Regions from separate parts of the Triticum aestivum genome. Here region 1 is linked to region 2. Evidence: chromatin contacts called from public Hi-C data. All regions are on one chromosome and are shown on one strand. The core of a region is the stretch at or near the end of the contact, and the rest is flanking DNA. Distances in the headings are between cores, read along the strand shown. Region 1 holds the start of LOC123097494 (probable esterase D14L). Region 2 holds the start of LOC123097493 (zinc finger protein CONSTANS-LIKE 13).

Region 1 (2,700 bases), core at 77-2,576, 900 kb before region 2:
CCAAAATTAAGGAGCATAGTCTATTAGATGGTTAGACTAGCCACAGTGGGGAGTAACTTAGACTAGTAACATGCATATGTTACTACTAGTCAATGTCACTACCTCTATAGTGGAGAGTAACATATTTATGGTGTCATGCAACACTTCATTTATTGTGTTATAGACTCATCTTGTCTTGGTATGTGATGTTACTCATAGTATGAGTAACTAGCTAATTTGCCTCTCTCCTCATTAATTAGTTGCCACATCATCTACTTTACATAGATATATGTGATGTTACCACTCAGAGCAAGTACAATAGAGCTGAGTCAGTTGGTTATAAGAAATAAACTAGTATATTCTTACTTAGTTGGAGGAGAGAGAAGGTAAGCGGGCTCTTGGTGAAGAGTCCGCTCTAGCACATGCTCGTATGCACTTTGTGAGAGTGAAAGGTGGGCCATATAATAAAAAAGTAGTATGCTCTTCTAATCAACTATTGTACATGTTGGCTACAAGATGGGCTATAGATGACATGGCAATGGCTTATAGCCAGCAGTTGGCTATATTATTAACCATGCTCTCATGTTACTCCCACTGTGGGTAGTCCTAGGACCATCAAACAAACAAATAAATAGTTCCAGTGGAAATCGAAGACATCTATCCATTTATAATCCTCCTTTAATAGGATTAAGGGATCCTCCAGTTGGAAATGATAACAAAAACGCATATTAAGTCATTAGAAGGAATAAGAATCTTGTGCCGACCTTCTGTAATAGTCTACCTAGTGGGAATTAAACGAATTAAGCAGCTACTTAGAAAGTGAGGCAACGTTGCTGCGTACCTGGGAGAAGCGGAGAGGAGTACGAGCTTGGAGAAGAGGTCGGGACGGGAGATGGAGGCGAGCACGCCGATTACGGCGGAGACGGAGTGGCCGACGTAGATGCAGGAGGCCATCCCGAGCTCCTCCAGGATGGCGAGCAGATCGAGCGCATATCCCTCGAGCGTGGCGTAGCGGGAAAAATCGAAGTAGTCTGGGTTGGTCGGCCCGGCGCCCATGGTGTCGAAGAGGACGACGCGGTAGTCAGCGACGAGGTGCGGCACCAGGTGCTTCCACACCGACTGGTCCGTGCCGAAGCCGTGCGCAAGAACGATCACTCCGCGCTTCCCCTCCCCGACAACCCGCAGGTTGTGTGCCTCCTCCACGATCCCCATGGATTTGATTGACTTCGCTTTCTCGTCTCCTCTTCTTTGACGGGATGAGAGGGAGGGGAGTGGGCGGCAGCTGGAGATGCACGAGTGGCGGGGGTTCCAAGGCTAAAGGCGGGCGCCGGGCTGGACCGCACTCCGCTGGTAGAAGGAAGGAATGGGAATGGGACCGACGCTGCTGCACAACAGGCTAGCAGTTTGCACTAGCCGGCGTAAAAGGCGCATTAGTTGTTGAACGTGACATATTTATATTAACTTTTTTATAATCTCTAGTATAGTTTGACTCCTAAAGATATGATAAGATTAGTTTTCTTGTCACGTAAGACATCTCGCGTATATATTATGACCAACTCCGTGGAATAAAATTAAGCTGCATGCCATATCTTTTCTACATGGTATCAGTTTTCATCGCGTTCTCCCTCGCTTCCGCTCCACGCAGCCGCCGTTGCCACCCCTCCCAAACCCTAGCGCTGCCGCCGCTACTTCCTCTGTAGCCGTCGCCGCCTCCTCCTTCCAAACCCTACGCCGCTGCCGCTACTCCTTCCCTCCCATAGCCGCCGCCGCCTCCCCCAAACCCTACATTGCTGCCGCTGCTCCCTCCCGTAGCCGCCGCCGCCTCCCCCAAACCCTACATCGCTTCATCGGAAGGGCAGCTCGTGATGTTCTTCCTTTTCCTTTTGAGCACCTTTTCCTTTTCCTCCGGAGTATGACCTATGTATAACATTCTACGTTATGACCTCCGGTAGTCACAAAATTTTGAGCGCCTTTTCCTTTTCATGTAAATCAGCGGCTCATACTTGTCATGCTTGTCGTATCGGAAAACACGTTCATTTGCCGTTTTCTTCATCTACATCAATTGCCACTTTTCCATTTGATGGTATCCATTGTGATGTTTGGACATCTCCAGTGCCTAGCAATTCGGGCTTATCATATTATCTTGTGATTTTAGATGATTTTTCTGACTTCACTTGGACTTTTCCGCTACGTCGTAAATCCGATGTCGCCTCCACCCTTCACTCCTTTTATGCTTACGTCCACACCCACTTTCATCGCACCATTGCTCACCTTCAAACGGATAACGGAAAAGAGTTTGATAATCTCGCCATTCGACATCTTCTATCCACCCATGGCACCATCTTTCGTCTCACATGTCCATATACATCCCAACAAAACGGTCGAGTTGAACGTGTCCTCCGCACTCTCAATGAGAGTGTTCGTGCGTTGCTTTTCCATGCACACATGCCCGCACGGTACTGGCCAGATGCCCTCGCTACTGCCACGCTTCTCCTTAACATCCGGCCTTGCAAACCACGATGGAGCTATACACCTCATCATCTCTTGTTCGGGTCTCCTCCATCCTATGACGATCTTCACGTCTTCGGTTGCTTATGCTACCCTAACATTACCGCCACTGCTCCACACAAACTTGCACCTCAGTCTCTCGCTTGTGTGTTTCTTGGCTACCAACCCAACACCAAAGGCTTTCGCTCCTACGACCCCGTCTCTCGTCGTGTG
Region 2 (2,700 bases), core at 51-2,550:
GACTGAAGTGCGTACCTCATAACTAGGGGTTGGCATGGTTGCAACCTCATGGCTGTTATCTGTGCCGAAATCGCCATTTCCAGTGGTGTGCTGTGACTCTGTCCTGGAAGGCAACAGATGAGCAGCTTGCTCTGCCTCCTCACGAGGTGTTATCTGACCGCCGCCCATGTCGACCTCGGCGAGCTCACGTAACTGCCGTATGACCTCATCGTTGGTCTTTCCATCGGGTGAGTTGTGGATCTTTTGCAGATGAGTTAGAGCTAGGTGTGAGAATTCAGAGCAAGAGCAGAAAACTGGAGAATTTTGGCAGACAGCGAGCATGTCATGTACCTTGGGCGAGGACGGCGTGACGAGGGGCTGGAAGCCATGGCTAGAAGTGGTGGGCACGATGAGATCCTCCAGGCTGAACACCTGGGGCTCCTCCCAAATGGCCCACCAACCGTCGTCGGCTTTGCCGGCCGAGGGCTTGTCGAAGTCGGGGACCCCGAGAAGAGCGGCGAGGTCGTGCGCGGAGGGTCGTCCCGTGTACCCCTGGACTGTGCAGCGGTCGTGCAGCGGCAGCTCGGCGTCCCGGCTCCTCCCGAAGTCGCAGTTGGAGCAGAGGAATTCGGGACCGGCGTGGCGGAAGACGGCCCCGGTTGCGCGGCATGCGGCGCAGAGCGGGGCGCGCAGGTGGCGGGAGCAGACCGCGTTGGCGGCGTGCACGTGGCGGTCGCACGGCAGGCAGAGCCTGGCGCTGTCGGCCCGGCAGTACACCACCGCCTGTGGGCCGCTGCAGTGGTCGCAGGCTACCGCGTCGGCAGAGAGCTCCTTCTCCATGTCCGGCAGCTCTGGATGCTGGCGCTCGTCTTGACCCATGTGATGGACTACTGGAATGGTCACCGGCGGAAAAGAGCTTGGTAGGCGCTGCCACCTACAAGGAGAAGGAGAAGAAGAGGTAGAAGAAGAAGAAGAAGAAGAAGAAGAAGAAGAGATAATGCGTGCATATACGGCTTGCTTGCTTGCGGAAAAAGAAGAAGAAGAAGAAGGTGGGAGAAGAAGCACGAGAAGCGGAGTAAACCGCGAAAGGGATGGTTCGAAAGCGAGGAGGCTGCCTCTGCCTCGTCACTCACTCGCGTAGCTCAGTCCGATATTTCTGTCATGCCTGGATGACTGTGTGCTGTGAGGCCGGCGACGTGGCGGGCTCCGCCGTGCGTGAGGCTGGCCGCGGGCCAGGTGTTGGAGCGGCAGTCTCGTCGCGTCGACACGGACAAAAACGGCTTCTCCATGGTTCGATCGACTGTGGGAGTGGGAGAGAACGAAGGAAAGGAAAGGAAAGGGAAATGGGAAGGGGGGAAGCACGGATGGTGAGGTTGGCCGAGTTGTCTCACGAGATCTTGCAGGTCCAGCCGACAGAAGATGCGGCCGTTGGCGGAAAGGGACCGCTTGGACGGGTCTCGAGCGGAGCATGACGTAACTGCTGAGGTAATGCCAAAGAGTATCGCATCGCTAGCCTTGGCCTTGGAAAGGTCACTTTGGTGGCAAAATTTCATGCTTTGACGCTTTTCACGTAGTTTAGTAGGATCTAATCTCGATATGGAAACATTTCGAGATTTGATCCTTTTGGTTACCGTCGCCGTCCCTGGCGGTAGCATAACACAGGCTACCGCTGCCACGTCTGGCGGTAGGTTCCGTTAACGGCCGTTTAGCCGTTAATGAGCGTTGACGTAAGCTAATCATTGACATGCGATCTTTAGTCTCGATCCACAGAGGCAGAACTATCATCGGGAGTCTGGTGTCGCTTGAAGCTACGTCGGTATTTCCCAAAAAGAAATGGATGATGCAGCACAGCGGCGGTAGGTATTTCCCTTAGAAATTAAACCAATGTTATCGAACCAGTAGGAGAACCAATCAATTAACAGCCCCTTCATACTGATACGTCTCCAACGTATCTACTTTTTCTCACGCTTTTCCTTTTGTTTTGGACTCTAATTTGCATGTTTTGAAGGAAACTAACCCTGGACTGACGTTGTTTTCAGCAGAACTATGATGGTGTTGTTTTTGTGCAGAAATAAAAGTTCTCAGAATGGAACGAAACTTTGCGAGGATTTTTTATATAATAAGAATTTCTGGAGCCAAGACCTGCCGGAGATGGGCACCTGGATGGGCACAACCTACCAGGGCGCGCCCCCTCTCCTGGCGTGCCCAGGTGGGTTGTACCACCTGATGGCCCCACTGACGACCCCCCTGATACTATAAAATCACATATTTCCAGGAAAAAATTAGGGAGAAAGAATTATCGCGATCCACGAGACGGAGCCGCCGCTAAGCCCTATTCTTCCTCGGGAGGGCAGATCTGGAGTCCGTTTGAGGCTCCAGAGTGGGGTATCTTCGTTCTTCGTCATGACCAACCCATCTCCATCGCCAATTCCATGATGCTCCCCACGGGGAGTGAGTAATTCCTTCGTAGGCTCGCTGGTCGGTGAGGAGTTGGATGAGATTCATCATGTAATCGAGTTAGTTTTGTTAGGGCCTGATCCCTAGTATCCACTATATTCTTAGATTGATGTTGCTGTGACTTTGCCATGCTTAATGCTTGTCACTATCGGCCCGGGTGCCATGAACTCAGATCTGAACCGTTTATGAATTCATCATTATATCCATGTTTTAGATCCGATCTTGCAAGCTACAGTCACCTACTACGGTTATAATCCGACAACC

Evidence for each region. A called contact is a pair of places that touch in the nucleus more often than the background predicts.
Region 1: a Hi-C map of leaf shows a contact between it and region 2, with 5 times the contacts expected there. The contact joins the promoter of LOC123097494 here to the promoter of LOC123097493 in region 2. A contact is called at or near these places in 2 of 5 Hi-C or Micro-C datasets (both in leaf).

Annotation. Positions count from the first base shown.
Region 1 is chr4D:289,671,878-289,674,577 of IWGSC CS RefSeq v2.1, reverse strand. It overlaps LOC123097494 (probable esterase D14L), which reads right to left and starts at 1,326. Exons shown (of 3, transcript XM_044519261.1): 1 at 821-1,326. The coding sequence starts at 1,191.
Region 2 is chr4D:288,771,357-288,774,056 of IWGSC CS RefSeq v2.1, reverse strand. It overlaps LOC123097493 (zinc finger protein CONSTANS-LIKE 13), which reads right to left and starts at 1,300. Exons shown (of 4, transcript XM_044519257.1): 1 at 331-1,300; 2 at 16-240. The coding sequence starts at 858.